Regions from separate parts of the Mus musculus genome. Here region 1 is linked to region 2. The links are chromatin contacts, called in public HiChIP or PLAC-seq maps. All regions are on one chromosome and are shown on one strand. The core of a region is the stretch at or near the end of the contact, and the rest is flanking DNA. Distances in the headings are between cores, read along the strand shown.

The links. HiChIP or PLAC-seq counts read pairs in DNA pulled down with a chosen protein or histone mark.
Region 1: a contact with region 2 is called in an H3K4me3 HiChIP or PLAC-seq map of embryonic stem cells, with 4 times the contacts expected there. The contact joins the promoter of Gjb5 here to the promoter of Zmym1 in region 2. A contact is called at or near these places in 1 of 39 promoter capture datasets (embryonic stem cells), 6 of 484 Hi-C or Micro-C datasets (all in embryonic stem cells), 7 of 115 datasets of contacts at active chromatin or transcription factors (embryonic stem cells and pancreatic cancer cells) and 2 of 9 other capture datasets (adipose tissue and liver).

The regions. Positions count from the first base shown.
Region 1 is chr4:127,354,152-127,360,714 of GRCm38.p6, reverse strand. It overlaps Gjb5 (gap junction protein, beta 5), which reads left to right and starts at 2,551. Exons shown (of 2, transcript NM_010291.3): 1 at 2,551-2,689; 2 at 4,342-5,906. The coding sequence starts at 4,366. The coding sequence ends at 5,181.
Region 2 is chr4:127,059,365-127,066,180 of GRCm38.p6, reverse strand. It overlaps Zmym1 (zinc finger, MYM domain containing 1), which reads left to right and starts at 5,027. Exons shown (of 8, transcript NM_026670.5): 1 at 5,027-5,185; 2 at 6,522-6,671.

The DNA.
Region 1 (6,563 bases), core at 1,302-3,801, 300 kb before region 2:
TGCTTGATGGTCTGGTGGAAGAGAAAGTGAACAAAAGACAGGGTGTCCGAGCATAGAGGTCAAAAGGAAGAGGCCGAACGGGAAGAAGGTGTCAGAAACCAGGGTGTGGAGGTGCTACGGGCCACGTTAGCAAGATGGGCTTTTGTTATAAGAGCATTAGGAAGCCACTTAAGGCCTTCAACATCTTTTTAGTTTTGTTTTGTTTTGTTTTTTTATGTGATCTGCATTTTCCTAGGACTGCTATCTTAGGAAAGAGCCCAGAGAGGGAGAGAGAGGTTGCTAAATGTATGATGCATGTAGGCCATTTGACATGCTCTAACAGGGACCTTAGTGCCCAACGACAGAGCTGATGTTATCAGCGCTCATGAATTTCCAGCCCTTGCTCCCATTCTGAGCAGATGAAACAGGCTCACTGAGCAGCAGCTGCTGTCGTCAGGAGCAGGGGTTACGGGGTCAGCAGTGGAGAACTGGCCAGAGCACCCAGGCATTCCTCAGTGCTTATCAGAGGAGCCCCAGGTAACACAGGCACATCTCCCGAAGGCAGTTCATCTCCCATCCCAGCTGGAAGCCGGAGGCCGGCAGGGGTGACCCAGCAGGAAGACCAGGGCCACCTGAGCCAGGAGTACGTGCTAAAAGTGGTGAAGCCAGAAAATTAGGTCCAGAAAGGGCCTGTGGGGAAGGAGATGATGGGGGCTGTGAGGCAAGACCAGGTGCAAGTCACTAGCCTCACTCTGACTCCTCCTCTCAGCTGCAGATCTCTCCATCTCTCCTGAAAGCACAAACCTCACACTCCCTTTGGCCCACCCCTCCACCTGGAGCCCTGCCTGTCTCCTCTCCTTGTAAGCACCAAGAAATGGGAGCAACAGTGCCTTCTCGACCCACACCCTCCAGTTTCTGTACCCACCCCACGATTGAAATCACCCTGGTGCAAGTCCAAGAGCGTCCTGTGGCGCTCCCCGTTCCTTGCCTTCCCCTTCATAGCCTTCGCCCCGCCCCTCCTGGCCCTGATTCTCTATCCAGCTCCCTCTCCATGGGTGCCTCTCTCTCTACTGGCTCCCTAAAGCACTGTTGCTCCTGAGACCCCTGCCTGGCCCCAGTCCTGTGATGCGGTGTCTCCTGCTGGTGTCTTCCATTGGGCAGGAAGCCTCCTGCTGAACTCCCCAGCACCATGACCCTCTACAGGGGACCTTCCACCTCTTTCCCCACTTGTCCCTCTAGAAAACCCAAAGACCCCTTGCCACCACCCAAACAGAACCCACCAAAAGTACCACAGTTGCTTAGTGTGCCCCCAAATGTAACACGTGCACCCATAAACCACTGCGGGGACTGGTTCCAACCAGCCTTTCCTCTCCATTGGAAGATGGGGGTGGGGGAGGGGGGTTCACACATAGGTTTGGTCACAAATTCCATAGAATTCACAGGCTCATTAGAACATGTGTGTAACACAAAAATCTCCACTCTGGGCGCGATGGTGGCCGTTCATACAGAGCTGCCCAGCGCTTCCAGGGCTGAAGCCAAGAGAGCCACGCCTGCCTTCCTGCAGCTCTCCTTCTATAAACCCTGCACGTGTCTGTCTCATTTTATGTTGTTTGTTTTGTGACTGTCTCTCGTTTAGCCCAGGATGGCCTCAGACTTATTTCATAGAGAAGATGGCCTTGAAATCCTCATCCTCCTGTCTCCCAACTCCAAGCCCTCGAATTACGGGCATGCACCACCACACCCCCTTTCTGCCTCGGTGGGGACCCAACCCAAGGCTTTAAGTTTGCTAGCAGACTCGCTGAGCCACACCCCATCCTTCATTTCCCTGGTTTATTTGTTTGTTTGGTTGGTTGGTTTTGGATTTTGATCATTTTGGTGCTTAAAATGTCCCAGAGCATAGTGCTGAGATACGGTCTAGTCTCCAGAGCCCCAGAAGACTGTGATGTGCCTTAGGAGAGAAGGTGTGTGGCAGATAGGCTTCATCCAGGCATGCGCAACAACTGAGTCTCCGAGCTGAGATTCTCAGCACTCAAAAGGCTGAACCAGGAGCACCCAGAGTTGGAGGCCAACCTGCGCTGTCTCTAAAGAGACAAAAGCAAATGCAGGGACTGGAGAGTAACTGGAGGGTCAGATCAAGGATGTGAGAGCCCCACACAGGGATGAAGGACTTGCGCGCATGCGATGTGTGGGCTTCAGCTGCAGAACAAGGGCGGAGAGGGGCAATGGAGGAGGAGGGAAGAGGGAGGAGGGGAGGGAGGGAGAATGCAGTCATCAGCCCTTAGAAGCCCTCTTCGAAAGAGTTGGCCCGGGAGAATTCGGAAAGAAGAATTTATAGAGGGCAGGGCTAGCGTTTCATCCCCACACAAGGTTGGGGGTGAAAGGTCAAAGTGTAGGGGGTTCTCTTGAGAAGATGCTTGAAGTCTTGCTTTGGAAGGAGGGAAACCCCTAGGGCTTTTTTCTGGAGCTTCAACGGAGGCAGTCTTTGAGAGTCCTGGACCTAGCCAATGGCTAGGCAGCCCACAGCTCCTCCCACACACACACCCCTCCTGGCCAACAGGACACGCCTGGGCTGCTCAACAGCCTCTGCCCCAAGAATGAGCTTTACCAGAAACCCTTCCCTGATTCTGACATGAATTCTGATGCTTGCTGAACCCCAACTGCTGGCTTCCAGGAGCGGGTACTAAGGGAGCCCTAAGGAGTCGCTGCTCAGGTAAAGGACTCAGCACACCTAACCGGACCGAGTTCTCTGGAGGAGGTTGGAGGGTGGTGGCCTGGATGCATGGGCCATCCTGTGTCCTGATGAAGGGAGGCACTCCTTCCTGTATTCTGGGCTCTTCCTCTTCTCCCCAACCCGCAAAGGTGATGGAACTGGGGGCCTGGAGCTGAAGGAAAGGGGCTGAGTAGGGCGGAGCTCCGCTGCAGACAGCCCCAATTCTGGAGCAGCCCGCAGAGCCCTGGGGTTAGGGCTAGGCCTCCCTGGGTGTTCCTAGGACGCTGCCAGCCCCACCCACCTGAGACAGGACTGTACAGAGAAGTCAGTGACTCAAAGCCAGGCCACCACGTGGCCAAGTGGGGAGTGATATAGCCAGATGGGGTGAGGAATAGAGACACCCCTAGACGCTCTCACCCAAATTCCATCAGAAAGAAAAGGGAGACGCATGGGAGAGCAGGCCATTCACGAAAACTTGAGGAAAGGGCGCCAACTCAAAACTGGACAGTTTGCAGAGTGGACTCTGGAGCCAGCCAGCCTGAGTCTGAGTCCCGACTCTGTTACTTACTAGCTCTCTGGCTGCTAAATACCATACCCCATGCTATAAGGGGATAATACTGGTTTTCGGAAAATGCCTCTTACTGCACGATGGGAGTTGACCCTGCTTTGCAGCTGACCCTGCTGAGGTCAGATCGACTGTGACTTTCCACACAAGCCAGCACATTGAAGTGTGCGGCAGGGTGCGCATCGGGGTGCACAATGCCTTGGTCCCAGTATGCCTCCATCATTCCTCCAGGAATTGGTTAGAGAGGGCTTCCTACTGGGAGAAGCAGGGACTCTTTTGCACAAATGAAACTGAGTTAGTCACTCACACCAAGTTCACCAGCAGAACCCACCAGAAAGGCATGTGTCACACTGGTGTTTGACAAAGCTGTCCAACAAAAGATGATCAAAGCTAGGTGCAGATGAAAGGGGGCTCTGTGGTCAGAGGCACTCTGGTAATGCTGCCTCTTTGCATCCTGCTTTGAGGGAGTCACAAAGTGAATTCATTTATTAGCATGGGTGAGAAACGTGACCTGCTTAATTTTGATGAACGCAGCTACTTGCCAGGTTGCCTTGAACACAGAATTATTTTCTCTCGAGAATCTCTTTGTCTGCCTATGGGCCAGGGGTTTCGTGAAACAACCGTTTGGGAAAACTTGGCCCACCTGCTTGTTCTGGGGAGCCTCTTGTAAAAAGAGCACCGTGTCTCCCTACTTTAATCTAAGTCCATCTAATTACTAGTGTCTCACCTTCAGGTAAGCGGCACCTAATTGCCTGGACATTAACAGCAAAGAACAGAAAGTAGGTTCCCTTGGAGGGGGAGGTCGGAGGGGGAATAGCCCAAGGCTCGAGGACTCCGGATGACTGGTTCCTGGCATCAACACCCACCCTCTTTTATGAGCAGGGTTGCTCGAACTTAACTACCTGTGCCTCCATGCCAGCTCTGCCTTTAATAGTCAAGTAACCTTTATATACACCTCTAACCCTCAGTTTCTCTGAGCTATAAAATGGGGGTATAATACTGCCTAGTCCTGTGATGACACATCTCTGTGAAGTTCTCAAGCTGAGCACCCCCTAACGTGGGAAATGACATTCTCGTTCCCCTGCAGGAGCAGCCAGCCCTTGAGTCCACCATGAACTGGAGTGTTTTTGAGGGACTCCTGAGCGGAGTCAACAAGTACTCCACAGCCTTTGGTCGCATCTGGCTGTCTCTGGTCTTCGTCTTCCGTGTGCTGGTGTACCTGGTGACAGCTGAGCGCGTGTGGGGAGACGACCAGAAGGATTTTGACTGCAACACCAGGCAACCGGGCTGTACCAATGTCTGCTACGATGAGTTCTTCCCCGTGTCTCACGTGCGCCTCTGGGCTCTGCAGCTCATCCTGGTCACCTGCCCCTCTTTGCTTGTGGTCATGCATGTGGCCTATCGAAAGGCTCGAGAGAAGAAGTACCAGGAAAAGATTGGTGAAGGTTACCTTTACCCGAATCCCGGCAAGAAGCGGGGTGGACTCTGGTGGACATACGTCTTCAGCCTCTCGTTCAAGGCCACCATAGACATTATCTTCCTCTACCTCTTCCACGCATTCTATCCCAGATATACCCTCCCTTCTATGGTCAAGTGCCATGCGGAGCCGTGTCCCAACACAGTGGACTGCTTCATTGCCAAGCCCTCCGAGAAAAACATCTTCATTGTCTTCATGGTGGTCACGGCCGTCATCTGCATCCTGCTTAACCTTGTGGAGCTGATCTACCTAGTGATTAAGCGGTGTTCTGAGTGTGCGCAGCTGAGGAGACCACCCACTGCACATGCAAAGAATGACCCAAACTGGGCCAACTCTCCTAGCAAAGAGAAGGACTTCCTCTCATGCGACCTCATCTTTCTGGGCTCGGACGCTCACCCGCCTCTGTTACCAGACCGCCCTCGAGCCCACGTGAAGAAAACCATTCTGTGAAGGGTCCCTAGACTGGACTGGCAGGGTGGGCATGACCTGGAAGGTTCCAGAATCTCTCATGAATGTAGCTGATGGGGAGAAGAGCTGAGTTGGCATTGGAGGCAAGCAAAAGGGAGGACTCCCAGAGCTTTGGGATCCAGTTGTGCCTCCCGGCTGACTGGCCTTCGCTGAGTCACCCCTCTCCTCTGTACCTCCATTTCCTTTTCTGTTAAATAAACACACCGAGGGCCACTTCGCAGGGCTCCTGGGAGGGGAGTTTCACGAAGGCACCGATGAGCAAATGCCTTCCTGTGTGGCCCAGGGTGAGAGCTAAATAAAGATAAATGGGTTTACAGATTCAAGGTGTCCTTTGGGTCTTGGCCTTTGTACCCTTCCTGAAGTCAAGGGGTTTCCCTCTCCTCTAGAAAAGGAGTATCTAACTTTTCCTCAGGGCTGTTCCAAAGCTAACCTTTTGTCCCAGCTGGAAGTCTGGGCTGTGGGTGTCTGCAGAGATGATGGAGTTTGGCAGAACCGTATGTTGGGATGGAAAACACCCAGACTCTGAGTAAGCGTGGCTGCATCAGAACTCGGACAACTTCAGCTGAGTTCCTAATGCATTGCCTGTGGGGGTCACTGTGAGCAATGGCAAGTACCTGGCACGACCAGAGTTAGCCAGCCAAAAAGGCCACGTACGTGTGAATCACTGCTGTTAGGGAGTGCTCAATAATAAATGCTTGTGTGAAGTGAAGCAGAGGGGCCCTTCCTTGGGTGTACATTATTAACCTTCACTGTCTCTGCTGGACGCAAGCCCAGCACCCCTCTGTAGCCCCTGCTGGACCACACTCCAGCTTCTCCAGAGCCATTTCCAGCAGAAGCCTAGGACCACAGGGCACACAACAAGGTTACAGGCCTGGCACCAAGCCAACAGCAGCCTTTGAAATCACCAGCCTGCATTCCTTGTCTCCAGCAGGGCAGTGGGCCTCGAAAATCCAGGTGGCTTATCTGGGTTCCAAAACAGAAAATATATATTCCCCACCAGCGTGGCACAAGTCACAGGCTGAATCAAGGCTATCCCCTTCCATAAAAACCAGCCGCTAAGGATCTCAGAACCAGTTGCCTGAGGCCAAAAGAGAGAGTTGGGAACCAGGGCACAGGAAGAGGGACACACATGGCAAGCTGAAAGGAACAGGATCTGTGTCACTAGCACCATCCTGTACCTGGACATTTTGATACCAAACTCCAGCCTCCATCACTCCAGTCCCACCCACATACCTACCAACCCAGACAGGCAGGAGGAGGAAGGCGTGGGCCCAAGAGATGAGCCACAGGTGTTTGCTCTGCCACTGTGCCCAGGGAAGTCCTTCTGCCCAGCCTGCCTACCCACTCCAGCACTCTCTCTTGGC
Region 2 (6,816 bases), core at 3,778-6,277:
GGTGTCAAATTAAGGATGGCTGGGAGCCACCATGTGGTTGCTGGGACTTGAACTCAGGACCTTCTGAGGAGCAGTTGGTGCTTTTAACCACTGAGCCATCTCTCCAAGCCCCCGGAATTTTCTTGATTGATGTGGGTAGGCCCAACCCACAGAGGGTGGTGCCAAGCACCCTTACCACCTATGTGGTCCTGAGTTGCATCAAAAAGCTGACTGAGCACCCCATAGAGAGTAAGTCAGAAAGCAGTGGTTCTCCAGGGCTTCTAGGCACAAGGAGTCATAATTCCAACAAAACTCAACTAAAGTATATGTCACTTCTTCCAAGAAGATGGGTTCTATAGATGAGGCTACATGTATTATCTTAAGGTCCTAGGGAACGATCTGGTGTGGTCTCAGTAAGACAGACAGCATAGATGTCATTTGGGCTTTTAGCCACCTCTGGTCCTTGTTGGGGGTCTTGGGGGAGCCCCTGGCTATACAAATGGTGAAAATGTCACCTAGACTGTTGTCATCTCTGGTCCTGCTTAAGGGAGTTTGGTATGGCCTGGCCCTTCAGATAGTACAGACCAACAGGAAAACAGGTTAAATAGCTTTTCTTATAAAAAGACAATCCTACATGTTTAACATTCTTGGCTTCCCTTGAGCTATCTGTGAACATAAGGACCTTTGTACTCCTAACAGATATAACCTGTGTAAGTAGAAAGCTGATTCCAGAAGCCTTAGGTCACTAAATGAAAATCCCATTGCTCGGAGTGAGCTACCTCCCGATGAATTGTTGGCCAGAGAGCTTCCTGAGGTCCCCCAAGCCATACAGGTAACTGCCACTGCTAGTAGTTGCCTGCCAAGACAGAACAGTAAGACCATGTTACTTAAGAGGCTACAGAAGTACAATAAATGTGGTACATTTACTCAATGGAATACTACTCGGCTATTAAAAAAATGAATTTATGAAATTCCTAGGCAAATGGATGGACCTGGAGGGCATCATCCTGAGTGAAGTAACCCAATCACAAAGGAACTCGCACAATATGTACTCACTGATAAGTGGATATTAGCCCAGAAACTTAGGATACCCAAGATATAAGATACAACTTGCCAAACGCATGAAATTCAAGAAGAACGAAGACCAAAGTGTGGACACTTTACCCTTTCTTAGAAATGGGAACAAAACACCCATGGAAGGAGTTACAGAGACAAAATTTGGAGCTGTGACAAAAGGATGGACCATCTAGTGATTGCCATATGCAGGGATCCATCCCATAATCAGCTTCCAAATGCTGACACCATTGCATACACTAGCAAGATTTTGCTGAAAGGACCCAGATATAGCTCTCTCTTGTGAGACTAGGCCGGGGCCTAGCAAACACAGAAATGTATGATCACAGTCAGCTAATGGATGGATCACAGGGCTCCCAATGGAGGAGCTAGAGAAAGTACCCAAGGAGCTAAAGGGAACTGCAACCCTATAGGTGGAACAACAATATGAACTAACCAGTACCCGGGAGCTCTTGTCTTTAGCTGCATATGTATCAAAAGATGGCCTAGTGGGCCATCACTGCAAAGAGAGGCCCATTGGACTTGCAAACTTTATATGCCCCAGTACAGGGGAACACCAGGGCCAAAAAGGGGGAGTGGGTGGGTAGGGGATTGGGGGGGTGGGTATGGGGGACCTTTGGGATAGCAATGAAAATGTAAACGAGGAAAATACCTAATTAAAAAAAAAAAAAAGAACAGCTTGTTGGCTTCCATATTTAGACAATTATGAATAAAGTTCCTATAAACATAAAAAAAAAAGAAACAAACAAAAAATCAAGTTGGAACTGGACTGGGAGCTTCCTCCTTACTAGTTTGGCCTCCAGGGTTGGAAAGTTCTATGCAGTTTTCAAAGAGTTTCTAACAACAGCCTTCTAAGATGTAAATCCAATGTAAAACAATATCTACTGTGGAAAGCCTTAGGGGGTACCGCTTGGGAGGAGTCTGACATTGGCTAAGGACAAAGAAGTGAGCTTCAGGCAGGAATTTGACTTTAGGGCTGAAAGAAAGATGAAATTTCAAGACCTGTAAGTCATATAAAGTACTCAGAAATTGCTGGTTGTTTGTGAGCCTAGAGGCTGCCTGGGGCTGAGAAAAAAAGAAAATCAAACCTGGGTATGCCCCGTAGTTAAAACATTCCTGGGAACAGCTTGACCATAAGATAAGGAGGAATGTGAGGACATAACAGGGCTATCTGAACTGAGTCAACAACTCACAGAACTCTGACACCCTGCACATACATGTAATTTTTCTGCTGATGTTTGAATAAGCCAATAGTGTGTCGCTATGCTGAATTCCACACCCCTAAGCCCCTTACCCCATAAAAACCCCTAGCTTCTGAGCCTTGTGGCTGACATCCGTTATCTCCTGTGTGGGATGCATGTCGGTCCGGAGCTCTGTAATTAAACGACCTCATGTAATTACATCAAGATGGTCCTTCGTGATTTTTTGGGTGCACGCCGAATCAGGAATTGAGTGTGGGTTTCCCCACTAGGTTCTATCAGGGCAAGATAAGACAAGAAACTAACTTTAGGCTGTGATAGGGAAGTAGGATAAGGCAGGAATTGTAAACTTAGGGTGGAACTAGTCCTCAGACAAGATTTTTGGGCTTGGAGGAGGAAGTGGGCTCAAGTATTTCGGTCATTAAGATAAGCCCTTTTTCAGAGGGAGGCAGAGGCAGGAGGATTTCTGAGTTCGAGGCCAGCCTGATCTACAGAGTGAGTTCCAGGACAGCCAGGGCTCTCTCTCTCTCTATATATATATATCTTACAGCTGTTTTGTTCCTTATTGAATCGCTTGCCCAAAATACTTGCATGTAATTAAAGTGGTATAAAAAGTGGGTTGGAAAATAAAAATTTGCCTACAGTCTCAGAATTGACTGGGGTCACGCTACAATGTTGTCTAACTGTCTTTTTTCCTTTTAATCCTCACTCCCCCGATGGAGAACCTGTTGACTGACTGAGTGGGCTTGGCCAATCCACCAGCCAGGGAAGATGAGTCCACCATGATAGCAAGTCTGTTATGGGGTTAACTATGTTTCTGATTGGATTTGATCTCTACTCTGCAGAAAAGAACTTACATCAGGTCCTGAAAATACCCTAAAAGCCTGGGACTGGGGAGCTCATAAACCCTACTGAGAAAGCTACTTGTCTTGGGAAATGGAAAAGATGCTGTCATGTGACAAAACTTTTCCTGGGGAAACAAAACACACACATCTTCTCACCCCAGAAAGGGAACCCATGACAGACCAAAGTACCGATGCCACCAAAGTTTAACATGGTGAACCAATGACTTTGATTTGGATTATTTACAGGACTCTCCAGCATTTAAAAAACAAAACAAGCCGGCGAGTGGTGGTGCCCATCTTTAATCCCAGCATTAGGGAGGCAGAGGCAGGCGGATTTCTGAGTTCAAGGCCAGCCTGGTCTACAGAGTGAGTTCCAGGACAGCCAGGGCTACACAGAGAAATCCTGACTCGAAAAACAAAAAAGAGAGAGAGAGAGAGAAGGGGGGAGGGGGAGAGAGGAGAGTGCGTAGAGCAAGTGAAGGCTATGGTGGTACATACCTTTAATTCCTACATACCTTTAATTCCAAGCTCTCAGAAGGCAGAAACAGGCAAATCTCTCTGAGCTCTAGGCCTGTCTACACAGTGAGATTCTGTCTCAAAGGAAGGAAGGGAGGGAGGGAGGAAGGAAGGAAGGAAGGAAGGAAGGAAGGAAGGAAGGAAGGAAGAGGTGAGAGCCAGTCTTGGAGGGCAGAGAATCTCTGAATTTGAGGCCAGCCTGGTCTATAGAGTGAGTTCCAGGACAACCAGGGATACACAGAGAAACAGTGTCTCAAAAAAAAAAAAAGAAAAGAAAAGAAAGGAAGGAAGGAAGGAAAGAGAGAGAGAGAGAGAGAGAGAGAGAGAGAGAGAGAGAAAGAAAGAAAGAAAGAAAGAAAGAAAGAAAGAAAGAAAGAAAGAAAGAAAGAGAGAGAAAAGATAGATGGAAGTTATGGTCAAAGACAAGATGAATAGATCATTAAACTTTATATTTTTCTTTACTATTAAGACTTAGAAGCCGGGCGTGGTGGCACACGCCTTTAATCCTAGCACTCCGGAGGCAGAGGCAGGTGGATTTCTGAGTTCGAGGCCAGCCTGGTCTACAAAGTGAGTTCCAAGACAGTCAAGGCTATAGAGAAACCCTATCTCGAAAAACCAAAAAAAAAAAACAAAAAAACTTAGAAATAATCAAAATGATCTGCTCCCTCCTTAATTCTTTAGCTATACCCATCTGTCCCTACTTTTTCATTCCTCTTTTTCTGAGACTATTTACAACCATGTTTTTAAAGTTGTAACTCAACATCTGAGTCACTAATGTTGCATTAGCCCTTAATTTTATTTATGTATGCATGTATGTATTTATTGTGTTTATGTGCACATTGCGGAGGTCAAGGAGCAATTTGCAGGTATCTGTTCTCTTCTTCCACTAAATGGATTCCAGTGACAGAACCCTGCTAGTCAGACTTTGCGGTAAACTCCTTAATAGGCTCTGTCATCTCGTTGCTCTGTCTCAATCCCCCAGCTTTTGTTGTTCCGTTTGTAAAATAAGGTTGGTTTTGAATTTTTAACCACACACCTTCATCTTACAGGCCTGTGCCCCCTCACTCCTGCCTTTAAGGACCCAAATATGCCCATGTGATGACATATTCCCTTAATACCAGAACTAGGGAGGCAGAGTCAGGAGAACCTCTCTAAGTTCAAGACCAGCTTGGTCTGCATAGTGAGTTCCGGGACAGTCAGGGGTACATAAGTGAGACCCTGTCTTAAAACAAAAAAAAACAAAAAACAAAACAAAACAAAAAACGAAAAACGGGCAGCTAAGGTGACATTAAGGATAGCCTAAAACTAAACCCCCCTGACCCGCCCCGTCAACCTCTCCTGCTTAGTCCATCCCCCGCCTCCGCGCCCCAGGCGGACCGCGGTGCGCATGCTCAGCCGCAAAGGCCTCCGGGAGAGGGGCGGAGCCGGCGGGGTTGTTTGCACGGCAAAATGCGAGTGGGCGCTTCCCGCCGCTGAGTTGGAGACAGATCAGCCATCCTCGTGGAGCCGCTCAGGCCCGCTTTTCCAGAGAGAGGCGGCATTTCTCCCGTCCTGAGGAGGGTGACGCGACAGGTAGGAAGACCACAGTGTCAGGAGAGTCGTGCCCCCGGCCTCCAGGCTTCTTAGCGTCCTGGCCTCTGTGCGGTGACTGAGCTTGGTGCGTTTGGTCTCTTGCGGCTTCTTTCTGTAACTGCCTTCCGTTACACCTGTGGCTCTCTTTCCATTAAGCAGTGTATTTTTCAGACATAAACAGATTGGGTGTGTTGGCCCTTGCCTTTAATCCCATCACACGAGTGGCAGGGGGTTCTCTGAGTTCGAAGCCAGGCTGTTCTATAAAGTCTGTTCTAGGCCAATCAGTGCTACTTAATGAGACCTGGATTCAAAAAACAAAAACATCGGGCTGGAGAGAGATAGAAGCAAATAGTTTTATCTGTAGAGTTCTGTGAGTGAAATTTGCAGGTTAGCGCTGGCGGTGGCTGCCCATTTTTCTAATCCTGGCAGGGAGGCAGAGGCCATTGGATCTCTTAGTCTACAGTGCTAGTTAGAGGACCTTGAACATTGTTACTTGTTACATTGTTACTTCCAAATATTTCCAAGGAACTTTTCTTTTTTTAAGATTTATTATATGTAAGTACACTGTAGCTGTCCTTAGATACTCCATAAGAGGGCATCAGATTTCGTTATGGATGGTTGTGAGCCACCATGTGGTTGCTGGGATTTGAACTCAGGACCTTTGGAAGAGCAGTCGGCGCTCTTAACCACTGAGCCATCTCGCCAGCCCCCCAAGTAACATATTTGGACTGTGGTTCATTGCTGGTAACTCATACCAATAGTAAGAGATTACTGTACATTTGTTTGTTTGTTTGTTTGTTTGTTTGTTTTGGCTCTGGGGATGGTTGAAACTGGCTATCATGTTGCTCACAGTTACCTTGAACTCCTGATCTTTCTTCCTCTGACTTCCAAGCTCTCCTATTTTGGGATTTTTTTTTTTTTTTTTTTGAAATGTAAGGAGACTCTGTGAAGAAGAAAAGGGCAAGTGAGATGGCTCAGAGGGTAAAGATTCTTGCCCCCAAATCCGATAACCTGTTTGATCGCCAGGCCCTACATGGTATGAGGAGAGAATGAACTACCATAGGTTGTCTTGATATGTGTGTTTCTACCACCCCGAAACAAATAAATAAATGCAACTTAAAATTCCTATGTTGAGAACCCGGAAAAATGGCTTGGTGAGTAAAGGTGTTTGCAGTCAAGCCTGCCAGCCTGAGATTAATGGCCAAGACTGACTTCTCCACACATGCCATGCATCATGAGTACAGTCCCTTACAAGCATGCACACTTCCAGTGGTAATTAATGTAACTGTTAGAACTTTTACTTAATTATATGTGTATGCGTCTATGTGAATTTCAGCACACCACATGTATTCAAGAGCTGGAGGAGGCCAGAAGCTGGGGTTAAATCTCTTGAAACTGGAGTTACAGGTGCTGGGAACTGAACCCAGGTCCTCTGTAAGAGCAACAAAGTGCCCTTAACCAATGAATCACCCTTCTAATCCTAAATGTAAGTCTTAAAATGTTTCTTTTTTAATTGGGAAATCCTGGGTAAACGGGAAGGAAGCACACACAGCACACCATAGCCTGGTGTTCGCTCACACAACACTCCATAGCTTGGTGCTCAGGGCAGTTATGTGGAGGGTCCAGCAGGC